Regions from separate parts of the Sus scrofa genome. Here region 2 is linked to region 1. The links are chromatin contacts, called in public HiChIP or PLAC-seq maps. All regions are on one chromosome and are shown on one strand. Each heading gives the region's core, a stretch centred on a gene start, on an enhancer-like site or on the middle of the called end of the contact. The rest is flanking DNA. Distances are from core to core; before and after follow the strand shown.

Region 1 (3,114 bases), core at 320-2,819:
AAGAGAAGTCATTTATAATTTAAAAATTTGGAAAACTATGGGATGGTACATGTGTGACATTTTTCCTCTGATTATATTTATTTCTCTTTTTAACCTCCTTCTCAAGCTCTACTCCATGTACTTTGAATCTGCCATCATATTACAGACATTGCTCTCTTAAGCTGTTTTATGTCCTAGATTATTTGACCATTTAGCTTGATGATTGCAAAAGTCTTTTCAGTATTAGTATTTATTTTCTTGCCTTTGGTTACCTTTCACAGTTATTGTTATTTATTTTTTCCATTACCTATAATTCGTTACTATTATGTCATTGTTTCAAAAACTGGGCATGCCAGGTGCTAAGTTTTATTAAAGGTGAATGTCTTAATATTGTGTTTATTTGCTAATGATTAAAATAGCCATTTTTCTTTTTATTTATGTCTCTGTTATGTTATGATGGCTTTCCTTTTATTGAAAATATCATATTCAAATTTTTAATCTGCATATTTGTTCACACTACCCCACAGTGTCATACCCAAAACATAATAGTAAAGTCATTACTACAGCAAAAAAATGTTTTTTTTCTTTTTGTATAAAGGAGGTAGAAATCACTGTGGGACACTTTAGATGTTTGCCTGCTATAGCCATCTTAAACTGACTGAATTAGCGATTATACATATTCATACCCACACAAAAGGTAAAATAATGCCGAATGGCAACAGAAATTAAAATTATTTGACTTATACAATAGTGGCAGGTGTAAGATTTTGGAAATGTTTTCGTTTCTCTGAGCCTCAGTTTCTTGTTATTAAAATTAGGTTAGTAATACTCCTTGTATATGCCCTATAGGCAACTGTGGTGAAGTTATAACAATGGGTGTAAGTGCCATTGATAAGCTGCAGAAAGTGACCAGAACTGAGAGAATGTGTTTCTCAAATTTGTTGGCTGCAATGGTGTTTGCAGGTAGAGATGAGCCAGGGACCAGGGCCGACATTCACAGTCCATGAATCATTACTCAAATTCTCAGTCATAAAGTCAAGGGCAAGTCTGAGCTATTCTTTGATTTGTTGTGGTTTTATGCCCTTTAAAGCCACGCCTACCTATATAGGAACCAAGAACTAATGAGAAACTCGTTGAAATGCCTGTTCTGTTGGGTACAGCAACCTGGGGCCCAACCCTTTCATGATGAACCCAGGTGGATTTTGTTAACGGTTTGCATCTGGTTTCCAAACTTGCCCTCACATAACCTGGGAGTCCTAGTTCAGCCTCCAACTTTAATGAAGACAGAAACCTCGCATACCAGGGCAAAAAACCATTCTTACAAACCTCTCATAAGCACAGCTTGGGTGTCCAAAGCTACACAAAAGATGCTAGTGTTGCAGGGGTTTAACAACCAGGCAGAGGCATTTAGATCTCACCCTGGGCTCATTACCATAGCCCAATGTAAGAACACAGAGACCACAAAATTGCTGTGTGTACTGCAGCACTGCAGTAAGCTTCAGCTCCTGGATCATCGTAGGGCCAGGGAAATGTTAAAAAGCACAAGGCCTCGGGTAGCCTCTGGGGGAACTACTGGAATGTTGTTTATCTTCAGACCGCAACAACTGGTCCAGTATTTCACAACAGGAAGGTCTGTCCTGGGGCTCAGACGTCGAAGGCTTAGAGAAGCAAGGCCTGAAATAACCCCCCTTCTCTTCTACCTTCTGTCTCCCCACCCTCCTGAACCCCTCTCCCGCCCAACAATTCATTAAAAAAAAAAAAAAAAAAAAAAAAAAAAAAAAAAAAAAAAAGGCACAGCCTGGGCTGCGACCTTGAAATAGATACAGCTTTCTGAGCAGCTTGCAGTGAATTTAATACTCTGGCTGGGCAGGGACACAGCCTGATGCAACAGGACTTTAGGTGAGAGGGAAACTAGAAACTATGCCCTTTTTAAATTATCATTATTATCTTAACCCCTTGGTTCATAAAAGTCTCCCTTTCTTCTACAGCTTTTCAGAAGTTCAAAAATATTCTCTTTGATCTCTGTAAGAGAAAGGAGAAATTTGATCATGATACAAATTCTAAAATGATAGTTCCTGGCAATTTTGTTTTAGCTCCATGTGACCTGTGAGAATTCATTTTAAAAAAAAGTAGCTCAGTGATCTTGGATAGATCCATTAACCTCTTTAAGACAGAGTATGAACATTCAGAGGACAGATGACCAGAGCCTATATTTGGATCCATGAAGTGAAGAAAGTGCATGAGCTTTGCAAGTCTCGGCTCCAGAGACCTCTGAATCTCCCCAGCAAAGAGCACAGAACTCCAAAGACTCAGTGGTTGTATTGTTTAAAACAATGGGAGCAGATTATTGTTAAGAAAAGAATCGTTATACATCAGACCATTCCTGAGCTTTTTGAGAGTTACAAGAAAGACCCATTGGTCTCTGTTATTTATGATCGAATTTCATCACTTCAACCCCTTTTTGCACAACTTGCTTCAACTCAGCGTATCTTTCCTATGAAGGAGAGGAGGAAGAGAGCTGGATCCAAGATAAATCTTCTTCTGGAAAACCCAGAGTGGAGAAGCCCTTGACCTGAAGACAGATGACTAAATGATAATTGTTTAAGAAAAATGTAACTACTTCATGCCCAGCCCCTTCTTGGTCACATTTAACCCTTACCATTCTGGCAGGTAATAGTGTACCTACTTCTGGTACACCTACCATGCCCAGTCTTGCATGAAAGACAAATAATACTTACATTTTGCACTCAAGAAAGGCACAGAGAGGAGTTCCCATCATGGCTCAGCAGAAACAAATCTGACTATTATCCATGAGGACTCAGGTTTGATCCTTGGCCTCGCTCAGTAGGTTAAGGATATGGCATTGCCGTGAGCTGTGGTGTAGGTTGCAGACACAGCTCAGATCTGGTGTGGCTGTGGCTGTGGTGTAGGCCAACAGCTCCTATTTGACCCCTTGCCTGGGAACCTCCGTATGCCGTGGGTGTGGCCCTAAAAACACAAGGGAAAAAAAAGCCATAGAGAGAAGAAATAGGTTAAAAAATATCAACTCTAATATCAGGCAAAATAAAAATATAAGCAGCAGGTGATGGCGATGGAATGCAGAGGAAACACAAATAAACTCTGGTGGTGGATGTT
Region 2 (3,114 bases), core at 366-2,865, 240 kb before region 1:
CATGTGGTTGCCAAGGGGGAGGGGGAGGGACGGGATGGACTAGGAATTTGGAGTTAATAGATATAAACTATTGCCTTTGGAATGGATAAGCAATGGATGGGATCCTACTGTATAGCACTGCGAACTACATGTGGTCACTTGTGATGGAACATGATAATGTATGAAAAAAGAATATATACATGTATGTGTGACTGAGTCACCTTGCTGTGTAGCAGAAAATTGACAGAACACTGTAAACCAGTTATAATGGAAAAAAAATAATTATAAAAAATAAAAATAAATTATATCTCATTCATCAGGAAAACCAACAGTGATTAAGGATTTTTTATTAACTGTTTCTTCATAATTCACTCAATCAACAAGTTATTAACTGGGCATCCTGCATGCCAGGCTCTGTTCTAGGCATTTGAGATAAATCAGGGCACAAAGAAGACAAATCTCCTGCTCTCATGGAGTTTACCTTCCCTTGTGAGGAAACATAAGTACATAAAGTAGTATATTAGAAGATGATGTTTATTATATGGACAAAATTGTGTAGTAAGGAACTGCGGATTAGAAATATGGGAAGTGGGGGTCAGGTTACAATTAAATAAGGGGCCATGACCCCTGAGCATACACTGTCATTGAAAGACTTTTCTTCTCCTCCTCTATATGTTTTATTTTTGCTCAAAAGTCGATCCTATATATTTTGCTTAAAATTATAGAAACTATGTACTCCCAATGGAGTAGCAGATATAATAATATACCTTTGAAGAAATATTACTGTAGAAAATTTGCAGTGGTTATTAACCTTTCCAAGCAAAATCTGTAAGCTTCTCATGAAATGCAGTTGATCACATAGGGTTTCTTAATTACTAATTTCTTTAAAAGAAGCAGTATTTCCATTACAAATTAAATAAATAATATATCTAAAACATGCATTTTTTTTTTAGTCCACTTGTTCTGAAACTCATGTTTTTACTGCTACATTTTCTATTCTTGGAAACTGAAAACAAGGAGGGGGAGGAAAGAGGTTTTTTTTGGGGGGTTGTTTTTGTTTTTGTTTTTTGACAATGTCCCATTTGGCTTTTACTTTCCTAGGAGGGCTGCATCCACAATGACGAAGCAACTGTACCCTGTAGAATTAGGAAAATGGCAAAAGGGATGCTAAGCTTCCTGAGAACAACCATGTAGAGTTTGAAATAGCTTTCTAGACAAACACAATCAACTGATCCTCTCCATCAGCGCCCTGGATTGTGGTGTGTGACTAGAGAAGCCATAAGGAGAAGACTTGTTGAATTGGGCCCACTAAGGGGGAGGTCGTTGGGATGAGCTGACAGGTCATATTTAATGACTATGGTCAATGGTTCATCACACAAGTTAGACATATGAACCAGTCATTGTTTTCGCACAGATATTTACAATGCTAGAAATATGTAATGCCCTGGTAAAGACCTAATTTGTAGGACATGACTAAGAGAAAGTCCAGAATGACAGAATAGTCACTGTTGGCCTAAAATCTTAATCTGAAGAACCACATCAGCACTCGGGTTGCTATCTGGTTACAGTGACCCTCCTCCTTGGGTATTAAAAACTATCCACCCGCAAGTTGGCATAGAACATCGGTGTCATTTGTTAGGACCTCTGGAGTTCTTGGAAGTGACAAAGTGCGAGACAAACGCTATTATTTATAGTCTGTCCCTGTTCAAGGAAAAAGATTCATGGGCCGTTGCTGCCAAGAGTAGCATTAGTTTTCCAGCCTGACAACTTCATTGCAGAGTTCTCATTGGTTGAATCTGAACAGAATTCTTTGGGAAATGAAAATCACGACATTCCCCATGACTAGAGAAGCATATTTCAAACCCAAGCTGCCTCTGGTTTCCAGTAGTGTTTGTACCATACACATTCTCACATGGCTTGACAATGACAACCAAAGCTGTTTTGTCAGGGGATTGTGGGTGTAGCCAGCCACCACCTCTAGTCTCAAATCTGATTCATTTGCTTTTCTCGCTTTTTAAAACTTTTTCCCCTAAGATTTATCTCTGCTGTTTTATGTGTATGAATTCCAATGTCATGTTTCTGCCTGCTTAATATCTCCTGTTTGGTCCTTTACTTGATGTGAAACAATGGATCGAGTAAGGGAAAGGTGAATAAGGAGTGAGGGCAAGAGAACCAAAACATTAAAATACACAGCAAAAACTTTCTAACTGAATTAAACAATTGTTGAATACCTACTATGTGCAGGACTCAATGCTAGACATGATATATATTCAGAAATAACTAAAGCTTAGTTATTTAAGTAAGTAATATAAATGCCTTTAGAGAGGTATAGTTACATGGCATATCAGAAAAGAAATATAACACATTATTTGCAAAGGAAAGCAAAAGCTTTATTCACACATGCATTCACTCCTTCATTTATTATGGATTTGTGAGGTACCTACTATATACACTCAAGGAATATCAAAATAAGTAAGACAGCCCCTCCCCTGAAAAGCTGGAAAAGTAGGTTTCAATGTTAAGTGTGCATCAGAGAAGCCTCTAAAGAGTGTGTTAAAATGTAGATTTCTGGACCACAATGCCAGGTTTTTTGATTGAATAGGGCTCGTGTACCTGAGAATCTGCATTTCTATCACATTATAGGGTACTGCTATGTTCTCAGAATTATCCCTGGAGAGCTACTAGGCTAGAGCAATGCTTCTCAAATTTAATGTTCACAAATTCCCTTGAGTTTTCATTAAAATGCAATTTCTCATTTAATAGGACTGATGTAGGCCCCCAGATTCTGTATTATCCTATGCACTTCACTTTGAGTAGAGAAGGTCTAGTAGGTGGGCAGATGCTTGTAAATAAATATGTACAAAAGTAAGTTCCATTGTGATTCAGGGGTAGTAAACTTGACTAGTATCCATGAGGATGCAGGTTTGATCCCTGGCCCTGCTCAGTGGATTAAAGAATCCAGTGTTGCCATGAGCTGTGATGTAGGCTGCAGACGTGGCTTGCATCTGGCATTGCTGTGCCTATGGCATAGGCCAATGGCCATAGCTCCAATTTTGACCCTACCCCAGCAACTTCCATTTGCCATGGGCATGCCCTAAAAAGCAAAACCAAAAAAAATATGCACAAAAGACATTA

What was found. HiChIP or PLAC-seq counts read pairs in DNA pulled down with a chosen protein or histone mark.
Region 2: a contact with region 1 is called in an H3K27ac HiChIP or PLAC-seq map of skeletal muscle. The contact joins two enhancer-like sites. A contact is called at or near these places in 1 of 47 Hi-C or Micro-C datasets (skeletal muscle) and 1 of 2 datasets of contacts at active chromatin or transcription factors (skeletal muscle).

The regions. Positions count from the first base shown.
Region 1 is chr13:126,893,181-126,896,294 of Sscrofa11.1, reverse strand. All of the region lies in intron 5 of LOC106505765 (a long non-coding RNA gene), which reads left to right. Among named protein-coding and RNA genes, the nearest start is that of TP63, 220 kb to the left of the region's middle. Within about 2 kb of position 1,569, at least 15 of the 83 cell types and tissues checked have an H3K27ac peak or open chromatin away from gene starts, as enhancers often do. A contact at or near this core is called in skeletal muscle, where this site is marked.
Region 2 is chr13:127,130,277-127,133,390 of Sscrofa11.1, reverse strand. The region is part of intron 2 of TP63 (tumor protein 63); the gene reads right to left. Among named protein-coding and RNA genes, the nearest start is that of TP63, 16 kb to the right of the region's middle. Within about 2 kb of position 1,615, at least 1 of the 83 cell types and tissues checked has an H3K27ac peak or open chromatin away from gene starts, as enhancers often do. A contact at or near this core is called in skeletal muscle, where this site is marked.